Linked DNA regions of Mus musculus: region 2 is linked to region 1. Evidence: chromatin contacts called from public HiChIP or PLAC-seq data. All regions are on one chromosome and are shown on one strand. Each heading gives the region's core, a stretch centred on a gene start, on an enhancer-like site or on the middle of the called end of the contact. The rest is flanking DNA. Distances are from core to core; before and after follow the strand shown.

What was found. HiChIP or PLAC-seq counts read pairs in DNA pulled down with a chosen protein or histone mark.
Region 2: a contact with region 1 is called in a FOXA1 HiChIP or PLAC-seq map of pancreatic cancer cells. The contact joins two enhancer-like sites. A contact is called at or near these places in 3 of 115 datasets of contacts at active chromatin or transcription factors (bone marrow-derived macrophages, embryonic stem cells and pancreatic cancer cells).

Annotation. Positions count from the first base shown.
Region 1 is chr7:80,839,789-80,846,945 of GRCm38.p6, forward strand. No RefSeq gene overlaps it. Among named protein-coding and RNA genes, the nearest start is that of Zscan2, 18 kb to the right of the region's middle. Within about 2 kb of position 1,318, at least 54 of the 459 cell types and tissues checked have an H3K27ac peak or open chromatin away from gene starts, as enhancers often do. A contact at or near this core is called in bone marrow-derived macrophages and pancreatic cancer cells, where this site is marked.
Region 2 is chr7:81,178,247-81,185,261 of GRCm38.p6, forward strand. No RefSeq gene overlaps it. Among named protein-coding and RNA genes, the nearest start is that of Gm44968, 24 kb to the right of the region's middle. Within about 2 kb of position 4,710, at least 54 of the 459 cell types and tissues checked have an H3K27ac peak or open chromatin away from gene starts, as enhancers often do. A contact at or near this core is called in bone marrow-derived macrophages and pancreatic cancer cells, where this site is marked.

The sequences.
Region 1 (7,157 bases), core at 68-2,567:
TTTGCTTCTACAACTTATTTAGGAGCAAATAAATGTCCAGAAGGATCCTGGCCCTCTGGGTCTAACCTGGAGCAAACTGAGTCCCAGCCTGGGTTCTGCCTACAGGCTTTGGCCTCCATTTTTTTTGTCAGAGCTGATGAGCTGTTAATCTTTAACCTTCAATCCTGCCTTACTCTAAGCTATTACTCATTCTGAGCACATGAAAGAACTCTTGTTTCACAGCCTGGACTTGACCTTAACAAACATCTAAAACTCTGGCTCCAGTAAGAAACAATATACCATCTAGTTAATTGTAAGAAGTCCCTATAATAAAAATAGGAAATGGATTTTCCAGCCATTTTTTCCCCTTATTATAGATCCCTTTTCCTTTATGTTACATTGTATTGTTATTTGTTTGGGGTGTGCTTGTGGGTACATTCATTTACATGTGAGTGAATGTATTTTAATTGGGCATGCCCACAAAATAATTTAGCACATAAAAGAGATGAATTTAAGAAGAAAGCTGAAATGGCCACAATGTGTTAAAATCTTTTGACCTAAACAACATATGAAAACAACTGGAGTTATACCAGAACAATTACATGGACATGTGACACAACTCTGTGACACTGGGACACCTAGGTCAGGGGAAAAAAAAGTTAGAAAGCTTATCTCTCTTTAAGTCCTGAGTAAGGCTTAGTAACACAGGCGATCAAAAGGTGAAGTTCCTCCAAGAGACTTAGGGTAATCCCCTTTCTCTCTTTCTAAATAGCAGAGGAAAGGACAGGTTTTTGTTTGTCTTTATCTTTTTGAGAGAGGCAGAAGTGTTCTTTCCTCCCAACCTGTGGGTCCAGGGTTGGTGGCATGTGCCCATACACACCGAGTGATCTTGACAGCGCCTCATTTTCCCCTTGTGTGTGTGCACATGCATGTTCAATATGTCTACATGTGCACATGGAGACCTGAGGCTGGAGTCGGGAATTTTCCTCTTTTCCCTATTTTTGAAGCAGGGTTTCTTGAGACCCCGAGCTCCCCCATGCTGTTGGTATCCAGCAGCTTGTTCCTAGGCCTCCAGTCTCTACTCCTGGGCCAGACGCAGGAGCACTTGGCATTTCTGGGGAACGCTGTTTATGTAAAACCTGACACCCCCACTCCTGTAAGTGTTCTGGCAGATATAAACATTCTGAAGACACACTTGTCTCTCCATCTGACTAGGAGACTTTTGAAGGAATGGATTCCAAGGATAATGCTGTTTCCCAGGAATCTCATGTTGGGAAAAGGAAAGGTGCTAGCTAGCCAGAGAGACACGCCTTCCTCAAAGAGATCTCAAACAACCCTGGCGACTTGTCAAACTGCCTTACAGAACCAGACTAAAACCCAGATGAAGATGAGTCACTGGCGGGTGTAACTGTAACTGTTTCTTTTTTTTTCCCTTTTGGTTTTTTGAGACAGGGTTTCTCTGTGTGATGGTTTCTATATGCTGGGCCCAGGGAGTGGCACGATTAGAAGGTGTGGCCCTGTTGGAGTAGGTGTGTCACTGTAGTGTGGGCTATAAGACCCCCATCCTAATTGCCTGGAAGCCAATATTCTGCTAGTAGTCCTCAGATGAAGATGTAGAACTCTCAGCTCCTCCTGTACCATGCCTTCCTAGATGCTGCCATGTTCCTGCCTTGGTGATAATGGACTGAACCTCTGAATCTGTAAGCCAGACCCAGTTAAATGTTGTCCTTATAAGAGTTGCCTTGGGATGGGGAAGTGGGGAGAGAGAGTAAAAAAAAAAAGTTGCCTTGGTTATGATACTAAGACACTCTGTGCAGCCCTGGCTGTCCTGGAACTCACTCTGTAGACCAGGCTGGCCTTTAATTCAGAGATCCACCTGCTTCTGACTCCCAAGTGCTGGCATTAAAGGTGTGGGCCATTGTGCAGTCTGTATTATATATTTTAATACATAGTGGCCATTTCAGTTCTTTTTAAATTTATTTCTTTTATGTTTTAAAGTTAATTTTTTAACATGCTCAATTAAAATGCATATATAGATTCAAATTTAAATATTGTGATCATATAGTAAGGCCTGATAAATTCTTCTTTTATAGATTTGAATACTCTAAACACCTTAAAACCTATTAAAATGATATGTATTAAGTGTTTCATAAACAGTTAATGTTATACATACACACAGAGTTCTATAAGGATTTCTTTCTAAAAACATTCTTGTTTATATAATGGGTAACATAAAACTTAGATTTTTCCATTTTTTTTTTTTTTTTACATAGAACTGCTAAATGCAGTGTTTTTTTTAAAGTAAGTTTGGACTATAACTAAATTAATAGATACATATTTCCTTTTCATACTGAGAAACAGAAATAAAAAGGAAAGGACATTGACTACTCCTAGGTATGGTGGAAGAGAACATTTATTGTAGATCCGAGGGAGAGCATGGTCAGAGTCAGACACAACGGAGAGTGCAGAGTGGACACGACCTTCCTTGAGCCATGTGAGGAGAGAGGTGAGAGGAAGAGGGAACCACGTGCAGCAGCCAGGAGGCCAAAGTGCAAGCGAAGGTAACCAAAGGCTTGACTGTAGAGGAAGAGCAGCCCACTCCCTGCTGGAGAGTTCAGCACAGAGGGTGGGGTGTACCAGCCAGGTGAGCTCTGTAACAGGTAGGAGCTGAGGAACTGCAGGGAGAACCTGGGGGCCAGGTCCACTTTGATGTTAAATAGGCACCTCAGCCATTTGACTGGGGTTGGAGACTTAACAATGAGGATTATAGAAAACACAATCCCAAGAAATAATAGAATTGAAACTCTTTGCTTATTAAAAAGTCTTAGAGGTGGTTGTGTATGTGAATTATCAGTCTACATGTGGTTAAACTTTATTTCTACATAATATACTTAGTGTCCAGTTGGCTTGTGAGCAATTGCTCATGTAACTCAAGTTCTCAGTCCAACTTCATTTTGCTCATAGTAAAACTAAAAACTTTAAAGAAGCCAGGCAGTGGTGGCACACACCTTTAATCCCAGCACTTGGGAGGCAGAGGCAGGCAGATTTCTGAGTTTGAGGCCAGCCTGGTCTACAGACAGCCAGGGCTACACAGAGAAACCCTGTCTTAAAAAACAAAACAAAACAAAACAAACAAACAAACAAACAAACAAAAAACAAAAAACAAGGGCTGGAGAGATGGCTCAGTGGTTAAGAGCACTGCTCTTCCAGAGGACATAAGTTCAATTCCCAGCAACCACATGGTGACTGATGCCCTCTTCTGGTGTGTCTGAAGACAGTGACAATATATTCACATACATTAAATAAATACATATATTCAAAAAAAGATTTACTAAAAAACTTTAAAGAAAGAAATGATGATAAAAGGCAAAAATATAATCAGTATGGCCTCACAGGTCAAATGAAAGAATGATTAGTGGTCCTAATTCTTTCTTGAAGACATAAAACGTAAATTTTTTAAATCTGCTTTTAGGGAAAAGATACATAACCACACAGTTCTGGTTCAAGTGTTCTCTCCTTGGTCCTTATCCCAGTTCTGGTTCTAAAACATGGGCCCTTGTTGCTTGAGGCTACAAACTAACTAAAAGATGACTTTTCTACTGCAGGAAGGGTTTTTCCTGCTAGACAACTGCCCTCCCTTGAGACATTAAACTCTTTATTGAAAACATTAAGAGGATGACTCATGTCCATGCCTTAGATATGCCTTGTTTATATATGAGTGTATATATAAAGACAGACATTTTAAGGATTTTAAGGATATTTTTAACCACTGCTGCTTTAAAAACAAACAATTAAGATTTTTTCCCCCCAAGATCTTTAGTTTAGCCAGGCCTATTTAAGAGAAAACCTTAAGTATTTTTAATTGTTATTTTGAGGGTTACCCAGAAACATCATATACTTTAGAGATTATCCTAATGTGTTGTACCTTAATTTTTTTTTAAGATTTATTTACTTATTTATTTAATGTATATGAGTACACTGTAGCTGTCTTCAGACACACCAGAAGAGGGAGTCAGATCTTTTTACAGATGGTTGTGAGTTACCATGTGGTTGCTGAGAGTTGAACTAAGGACCTCTGGAAGAGCAATCAGTACTCTTAACCTCTGAGCCATCTCTAATGGGAGTGAGTGAGGCTTACAAAAAGACAAGACAACTGGACAACATTATAACATGACCCCAGCCAGTGCTGAAGCTGGTATATTTTTTTCTAGACCCTTTTATACCATTCTAGGCACATGCAAAGAATAGGGTCAGTTCTAGGTCAAAGACAAAGTAGTCAAGGAACAAACAAGGCATAAACAAAGGTCCCATGATTACAGTATTCAGGGACTTAACAAGACAGTCAGGATACAAAGAACTCATTCCTCAGCTGTATGCATTTGAGTCTACTTCCTTGTCCTAGCCCAATGTCAAATTCCTGCCAATATCCTTGAAGCGGCTCCAAGAGCTCTGGAACCAAGAGCTAGGGTTTCTATTGCTGTATAGGGACATCAATGACCACGGCAACTCTTATAAAAAAATATTTAATTGGGGCTGGTTTATAGTTTCAAAGGTTTAGTCCAATATCATCACGACTTGATACGAGAGAAGGAGCTGAGAGTTCTACGTCCTGATCCGAAGGAAGCAGGAGACTGTGTGCTACATTGAGCAAAGTTTGAGCATAAAAGACCTAAAAGCCCACCCCACAGTGACACAGTTCCTCCAACAAGGCCACACCTCCTAACAGTGCCATTCCCTACAGGAATCTACACAAACCTATGGGGGCCATTCCTGAAGTGGAAACTCAATGGTCCTTTGGAAAGTCAGTTGTGTTGGATGGTGCAAATACGTGAAGGAATGTTTTCCCAAAGTGGACACGGGTGAAAGGCTAAGGCAGACTTGTGAAGGAATGTTTCACTGAAAAGATGTTCTGCTAACGAAAGCACGTGAAAGGACGCGTGATGAAGGATTCTTTGCTAAGGACATGCGTGTATTGGTCCACCTCACATCTCTTACTGAGCTCCACATGTTGAGATTCCATAGACAGGAGTGCACCAAAAAAGTTCTGGTGGTGTGCCCCAGCTTCTTGCCACTTCTGCGGACTCAGTCTGACCGGCAGAGTAATGTCAGCTGAGACTGACTCACGTGCTGAGACAAGACGTATGCTGAGGCAAGACCCGTGGAGAAACGTGATATTGGGAGGGTATAGAACCCGTCGGGCATCTTCACTGATCTGCACTTCCTTGAGAGAAGCACAGCTGAGAACTTTGCCTGGCATTCCTTCTGGGTTCCTCCTGCTGACTCCAGCCAAGGCTGAGGCCTGGCTGTCTCTGCTGGGCAATACCACTGCTGCTGATTCCTGTTTGCTCTACCAAACTGGACTGCTTGGTGTTTGTGAGTGGATCAACCTGCTGCTGCTAACCTGTGAACTGAACTGCCAATTTCCAGACAACACAGATGGGAGTTGCTCCAAAGAACCTTTCTGAACAGGTCCACTTCCACGTTTCTTTTCTTTCCCACTACCTCTGGTGGTGGGCGACAAGGGAGGTTAAAGCATTTAAGAACCATCATTAAAAATAGGATTTGAGCCGGGCGGTGGTGGCGCACTCCTTTAATCCCAGCACTCGGGAGGCAGAGGCAGGTGGATTTCTGAGTTCGAGGCCAGCCTGGTCTACAGAGTGAGTTCCAGGATAGCCAGGGCTATAAAGAAAACCAAAAAAAAAAAAAAAAAAAAAAAAAAAAAAAAAAAAAAGGATTTGAAAAAAATTAAAGCTACACATTCCTATTCAAACCAGCACACTGGTGTCATTCACCTGAGGCCACTTTCCGAGGCTGTCCCAGCATTCTGCACAAAGGGTCACAGCTAGGCCTTAGCTAGGCCTTAGCTGAGAACCTCTACTCTAGCTAGGCCACTCTGCAGCTCCCTCCCTCTGCTTTCTTCTCTCTCCCCACCCCCCTCAGTATATTGCCCTCAAACTCTTGGGTGGCCTTTAGGTAGGTGGAACTAGAGACATGTGCTCCTGACTTACTCTGCCCTTTCTCTGATGGTTCTGGACCCTGACTGCCGGGTGCCTGTCTTGCCCTCTCCCATGGCGACTTCGGTGTACTTGTTTGTGATGTTTCTGCCACCCATGGGCCCTTCACTTCCTCAACTCTATGATTTATGCCTCCACAGGACAATCACATCAGAAAACGCTTCCATCTCAGTCCCGCTCCATCCTTACTCCGGCTCTGTGTCCTCCCGGGGCCCAGGAGGGAGCACTGCTTGTCCCCACCACTTCTGTGTTCTTTCTACTCCTCCCCAGCAGTCTGGACTCCGAGGTTTGTTCCTCATCCTGGTTCCTCCTTAGTAGGCGGGGTCTCCCCAAATCACTGTCTAATCCGCGGGTTTCTTTCTCCAAGCAGGGAATTCCCCACATCTCCTCCTTCAGCTTCCAGGCTGTTCGATGTGCTCTGTCTGCTCAGACAAAAAGGTGTGACCGGCTCCACCTCGTTCCAGGCCTGTCCCTTTCCTCCCAGCTGGCTGGCCCGGGGAGTGAGGAGGAGACTGAGGAACTTGCAATGGTTGTAAGCAGGGATCCGAGCCTCGGGCTACTCTGCAGATTCATTTCTTGCCTCTTCCTCTCTGAGATCTGCCTGAAGTCCTGATGTGTGCTTAAGAGCTTCCGCGGCACTGCACAATTTCCTCCGCAAACATTTCAATCTTTAATTTGGAACTTAGCGCCCGAGCACAGGACTTACTCTGGCTTCACACTGGCTCCTCCAAAGGAAGCTAAGGGCGAAGGGAGGGTGGTCATCATAGAAGCAGACAGTCTGTGCATTGTTTACCTGGAAACTTACAAGTGAGTGTAGAAATAATTTTTAAATTCCAAGTTTTCCTTTCCCAGTCTCGGCTCTCAGAGTGATGACTCTGAGACGACTTAGTTATTATTAAATGCCTAGGCCATAAGCTTTGGCTCACTCTCTGACTAGTTCTTACCTTATTTAACCATTTAATCTATTCTATGTCTATCACTTGGTTAGTGATTCGGTACTCACTGGCTCCTTCCTTCTTGTCTCCTCAGAGTCTCTCAGAGTTCCTCCACCTGCTGGTTTACCCCTGTCTCCTCAGTCTGTTTCCCATCTCCTCTTATTCCCCCATGGCTCTCTTTTCTCTTACTATTTCCCAGAATCCTCTGCCTTCCTGCCAATGTCCCGCC
Region 2 (7,015 bases), core at 3,460-5,959, 340 kb after region 1:
CCACGGGGATAGAAAACACAGATGCAGAGGGTGAACTGTACATGACTAGGTTATTTTTCTTTTTATCCTGGGTGTGTGTGTTCACACACGTGCACATACGCATGCCTGCATCTGCGTGTATGTGCATGCCAGAGCTTTGGCAGAGTCCGAGGACAACCTCAGGTGTCCTTGCTTGCTACCTTATTTGAGGTGATGTCTCTCTGTTGTGTTTTAATGTAGGATACAGGGTGGGCTGGGCTGGGGTTTGAAGGATCCTCCTGTCTCTGCTTCCAGTATTCCATTAGCAGTGCTGTGGTTATAGATGTGTGAGCTATTGGCTCGCCCTTTCTATAGCTCTGGGGTTTGAATTCAGGGCCTCAGATTTGTACCACAAGCAGTTCAATCACTGAGCCATCTCCCCAGCCCAGGCCACAATTATGTTAAAAAGCCTCAATTCTTAACTGTTGGAGTTAATAAACCTACTTTTTAAATTGTCATGAAATTGTCTGCATTGTTACGCCCAATTTCTGTACCTACATTATTACAGATATGAAACTACTAATCCATAGCCTACCGTATTTCCATTTTAAAACTATGTATTTCTGTGGGAGTCTGCACGCACTACAGCATGCATATAGAGGTCTGAGGATGACCTGTGGAGTGGGTTTTCTTCTTTGTCTTCTTCTTCTTCTACAGTGTGGGTTCCAGAGAACAAACTCAGGTTGTCAGGCTTGGTGGCAATCACCCTCACCCATGGAGCCAGCCCCTCAGCTCCATGACTTACATTTTGCACAGCTTTGCCCTCAAAGTATTTTTAGCTAGTTAGAACTATTCAGAGATTTTTATATGCTCAGGGCTGGGCCTGTGTTTGAAATTCTCTCCAGAGAGCTGGGACAAGGCAGACTGTGTGTGTGTGTGCGCGATTTTTAACTTTTGGACACGGGGTTTCATATATACCGTGCTGGCCTCAAGCTTCCTATGTAGCCAAAGATGAAGTTGAATTTCTGATCCTCCTGCCTCCACCTCCTGAGCGATGAGATCATAAGTGTGTACCACCAGACCCAGTTTCTGTGGTTCTGAAGATCAGAGGCTCTGTGACTGCAGGGCAGGCACTCCTGCTAACTGAGTGGAAGCCGCTTTCTTGTGCGAGAATGTTTTGAGGACAATAGAAGTCTGAATAATCGATACAAATACGCCTTGTGGGGACAGTAGCGTGACTCCCGTCCCTAGTGTGGGCGACTGTTAGAAGTGGTTCCAAGGAACATGGCATGGAGGCAGAGGAGGTAAGAAGGGAAGTTTGCAGGAGAGAGGCCTCCTGGGTATGGTTAACACCAGTGAGGGGGTGGGGAGGTGCCTCTCCGGAGGCAGCGCCCTGCCCCTCTGTGGTCTCCCTCCCTCAACCTACAACCTCAGTCTAAACAGGAGGAAAACATTGAACAAACTCAAACCATGACATAATCTACAAAATATCTAACCACGATGCCACAGAACTGTCAGAGCCTTCGCCCACAAGGAAAACCTGCCCAGTGGAACCTAGGGAGACATCATGACTAAGTGTGATATTGTAGTGGTTGGTGTGTTGTCGCCCCTCCCCCCAGAGCTGGAGCACAGATCCCCAGCATGTGTGAGTGCAGCCTTATTTGGAAATAGATTGCTAGAGTTGGATTTAGAGTATTTTCCTGAAGGTAAAATATTGGGGGGGGGGGGGGAGGCTGTTGGTCCTCAGCCTGTGAGATGGCGGAGATGGGGCCTAGTGGGAAGTAAGAGGTGAGTTCACTGGGGAGCTACTTCAGTGGAGAAGAATCAGGACCCCACTTCCTTCCTATTTCTCTTTCTGTGCTTTCTGATCACCTAGATGTGACCCTAAACAACAGAGCCAAATGACCACAGACCAAAACTTCTGAAACCATGATCCACATAAGCCTTCTTCCTAGCAAGTGGGTTCCCAGACATTTTTGCCATAGTGACAGGCATGACTAACACACAGGTCCTGAAGATGTAAGTTAAGGATCTAGGATGAAATCGTCCTGGATTTAGGAGTGACAGGTATGAAGTGGAAGGGACAGGGAGATCTGAGACTCTCAGATGCATAAATGCACACAGAAGAAAGCCACGTGACTACGGAGGGAGATTAGAGCCCTGATCCCACAAGCGGGGGGGGGGGGGGGGGGGGGGAAGGGATGAGGGGCAAAGAAGGAGCCTCTGAGCTGGACATGGTGACTCATGCCTTTAATCCCAGCACTCGGGAGGCAGAGGCAGGAGGATTTCTGAGTTTGGAGCCAGCCTGGTCTACAAAGTGAGTTCCAGGACAGCCAGGGCTATACAAAGAAACCCTGTCTCGAAACAAACAAACAAACCAAAAAAGGAGCCTCTGGTCTCTGTGGAACTTAGCCGATTGACAGCCTCAGCCCCCAGAACCCTGAGGATACACCTCTGTTGTTGTAACAATGTTATGGCACTGGACTAAGGCAGCCCTAGGAGACTGATACAGGCGTCCTGCCCGAGATCCTGGACAAACACACCAGTGTGTGTGGGTCTCTCCAGCCACCATGACCAGCAGAGTAATGATCAGCCAGAGGCGAGAAGGCAGTTCAGTTTAATACAACTAAGTAGCCGGCGTTGGTTCAAACTTGGTCTGACCTGGAGCTGTTTATTTCATGCATATTTAAGCACGGCACAGTTTGGTGAAAGAGTGAGTGTGTTAATTAACCCATGCCCATGTCACAACAAAACTTAAGGTGTGACTATCTCAAAACTCTTTTTGAAGCACACGTGACTCCTTCCATAATGATGGGTTCTATAGATTGACTACATGTGACTCCTTCCATAGAGATGGGTTCCATAGATTGACACACTCAGGATAAGAGTCTGGGAGAGCATCTGATATAGTCTCAGCCATACAGATAGTACAAAGGTCACCAGGCTATTAACCTTGTGTTGTTTAAAATTCCTGGTTACCCTAGTTCAATGGCTCTCAGCCTTCCTATTGCTGCATCCCTTTAATATAGAACCTCATGTCATGGTGATCCCCAACCATAAAATTATTTCATTGCTACTTTATAACTAGTCTTGCTACTGATATGAATCATAATGTAAATATCTGTGTTTTCCAATGGTCTTAGGTGACTCCTGTGAAAAGGCCATTTAACCCTTAAAGGGGTCTCAATCCATTTGATCTAGTGCTGTGAGTACAAGAACCTCTGTGCCTCCCATACATCAGGAAAAGGTTAGTGAAATCCAAGTCAAATATGGAGTTCAGCTCCTACATAACGTATTTCTAATGCTTCATTGGCAAGCTTGGGAAGCTATAACAAAACGAACGCAAACTGTATAGCTTACAAAGCACAGAAAATTTCTTCTCATCATTGTCAAGCCTTTAAATTCCAAGATCAGATCTAGCATCTGGTGATGGTGAGGTTTTCAAACATAGCCATCCTGCTGTGTCCTCGAAGGGTGGGGAAAGCCTGTGATCTAACTCACCCAGGCCTCTTATGAGGATACTAAGCTATTCACGGAGGGTCTGCTTTCATTATATAACCTCTGCCCAGAGGCCCTACTCCCTGATACGACCACCTGGAGCATGAAATTCAGTCTAGCACACAGTGAAGCCTGGCATTAACAATGTGGGGGCTGGGGCCCATGGGAACTCTGGATTGTTTGAACAACCCCTTTTTGTAAATCTAAACTTGTAAAATGTAAAAGCTTACTTTATTGAATCTTTTTATTTTTTTATTTTGTTGTGTGGATACACACCCGCCATGTCAGGGGCATGCAGGTCAGAGGACATCTTGCAGGGGCTGGTTCTCTCCTTCTACCACGTGAGTCTCAGGGATCAAACTCCCTTCGCCAGGTGTGTTGGCAGGCACCTTCATGGGCTGAGCATCTTGCTGGCATCTATGTTCTTTTTTTTTTTTTTTAAGATTTATTTATGTATTTTATGTATATGATGAGTACACTGACACTGTCTTCAGACACACCAGAAGAGGGCATCAGCTTCTGTTACAGATAGTTGTGGGAATTGAACTCAGGACCTCTGGAAGAGAAGTCCGTGCTCTTAACCGCTGAACCATCATCTCTTTAACCCTATTTAATGTTCTTGAGAGAATCACACTGTGCGTGTGTTCAGACTGGCTTCAAACTCAACTCTTTTGTCTTGGCTTCCTGAGTGCTGGGATTGCAGCTGTGTGCCACCACACCAAGCTCCTAAAAGTCTATTTTGAAATTGTCATGGAAGAGAATCATGTGTGGACAACTTATAATTTAGCCTGGAGTCTCTCCGACCTTGACAATGATGCTCCAGGTCCGCACTGGTGTCTTTCTGTCTTCTTCCTATGGCTCCATTCTCACCGATGCTTCTCCTCACTAACTCCAGCTCATGCCTTCGGATGAATGGGAATGAGACCTGACCTCTTTCCAACCATGTGGTAAGCATCATCGGCACGAGTTACCATGACTCACAGCTAGTGAGACCCAAGTTTTTAGATGGGACCTTAAGCATCATTTTGAGGGTGACCACACCCCCGACTCCCAGTACTTCTGAGAACTTTACACCCATGACATGGCGGGTGTCTGTCACCATATTTTGTTTGGGGTTTTGCTTTGTATTTTAACTGTAAGATTCCTCTCATAAGAGTGATTCACTGATCAAACAGGACCAGTGCCTGACCTGGGAAGAGCCAAGTCCATATTTTTGCCAATGGCCTTTCAGATTCATGAAAAAGAATATGAATTATAAAACCCAGAGACTGAGAGCTCAGAGCTGAGTCACCAGCACGGGGCTGTCTGTGAGCTGAGCTCACCCCTGCCCTCCCTGCAGCTTGCTTGTTCAGCTTTGCTTTGAGGCTGACGAGAGCTGAATTGTTGACTGAGTTTTGGTTTTGAGACAGGGTCTCCCAGTATGTACAGACTGGAAGGCTGAATTCTTTCCAGAAGTTTCCTTTAACCCCAGCAAATGGAAGAAAACTTCTCTCTTTGTAATGAGAGGACACTGTTAAAGGGCTCACTTAGGCAGCCTTCTCTGGCAGTGCTGGACTCACATGGCTATTTATTCTTTGCTTAAATCCCACCAAAGACAAGACCCTCTCAGTGAGAGCCATTCTGCACTGGAGAATTCTGCATCTTAGACCTTCTTGGGTTTGGTTTTACATCACAAAGAGTTCTGATCTGGTTTGATCTGGTTTGCTCTTCTAGCTTGTTCAAGCTCCCCTCCTGGCTGTAACTTTGATGTTCTTTTTCTCTAGTTACCAAAGTAATGTTTTGTTGATTGATTTTATTTATTCATTAAAGGTTTATTTATTTATTTATTTATTTATTTATTTAATGTACATGAGTACACTGTCCCTTTCTTCAGACACACCAGAAGAGGGCATCAGATCCTATTACAATTGGTTGTGAGCCACCGTGTGGTTGCTGGGAATTGAACTCAGGACCTCTGAAAGAACAGTCAGTGCTCTTATCCACTGAGCCATCTCTCCAGCCCTTTTTTGTTAATTTTAAAAAGCCAAATCTTATAGATACCCCTGTTTTATTTGTTTGTTTGTTTGTTTATCTATCTTTTGAAACAGGGTCTCATTCTGACCAGGTACTTATTAGGTAGAACAAGCTGTCCTCAAAGTCAGGGATATCCTCCTGTCTCAGCCTGCCCAGTATTTGGATTGCAGCCCTCTACCATCATACCTGCCTCTTATAGATGTAAGAATATTCTAGTTTCATGATAATTCTTTGACAATTTTTGTACAATTTTTTAAATTTTAAATTAAAAATTACTTTGATCTGTTTATCTACATGAGGGTGAGTGTATGGGCATATGTGGAGGTCAGAGGGCAACTTGCAGAAGACAGTTCTCTTCTTCCACCATGGGATCAAACTTAAGTCTTCAGGCTTGGCAGCAAGCAAAGTTTAGCCATCTTGTCAATGAGTCCTCATCAACTGTTTAAAGATGGTGGCCATCTAGGGTCCCCCTCTTGGAGGCCAAGACCTTTAGTTCTTTCAATTGTTCATCAAGTAACTCACAGCAAAGTTGCAGAAATCCCCCAGACCTGATTTTAACTATTCTGTATCCCAACACAGGCAGCTTGTGAGTCACAGGCAAGTCTGCAATGAAGCCAGAGCATAGTGTGGTAAAGATGACCTCATGGGTGTAACCAAGATGATGTAATGGGGCTAAAAACTGGATATGGCCTTAGCAGGGTTCTCAGAAGAGCAGAGTTCTTAGGAAAAAGACTGAGGAGAGACCACTGATCGCTGCTGAAGTTCTCAACCCTTGGGGCTTGCATGTTGAACATGTGAACTCCAGAGGGGTCGTCATTGTGGGATAAAGTTCTGGATTAGATTACACAGGGGCCTAGAGATATGATGGTACAGGAATGGAGGGAATAGAACTTTATATATTAGGATGCCCTGCTTGGTTACCATTCAAGGTCATAACCAATTCCTAATTTACCTGGTAGTTACTTTATATTCCCAAAGGTGGAGGGTTATTGCCATTTTGGACAAGTTCTGACAATAACATGGAATAGTGAGGTGGGGGGAAACTGGGCCAATAGGGACTTGATTTTTTTAATCATGTGTCTGTGTCTGTGTATGTGAACATGAGTGCAATTGCCTGCCAAGGCCAGGAGAGGGCTCTGAATCTCCTTGCCCTGGAGTTATAGGCAGTTGGAGCCACCTAATATGACTTATGGGAACTGAACTCAAGTCCTCTGCAAGAGAGTGAGTGTTCTTTACTGCTGAACCGTCTCTTAGCCCCCAAGGGAGACTTTATGATGGGAAAAGAAGGGAGGCCAGCATGGGTAGGTACTTATTCCACACTTAAGATACAAGTTTTCAGGAAGGACACTGGAAGGGAAACCAGATGTGGCACAGAGCCTCTGCCAGGACAACACATCCCAGTGAGGGAGGAAAGGCAGCAGTGACCAGTGAAGTCAACATGACTGCGAATGAAAATGGAGAGCCTTACTCATTTCTAAGAATTATAGTGTGTGTGTGTGTGTGTGTGTGTGTGTGTGTGTGTTGTTGGACTTGGCAGCCAGCATAC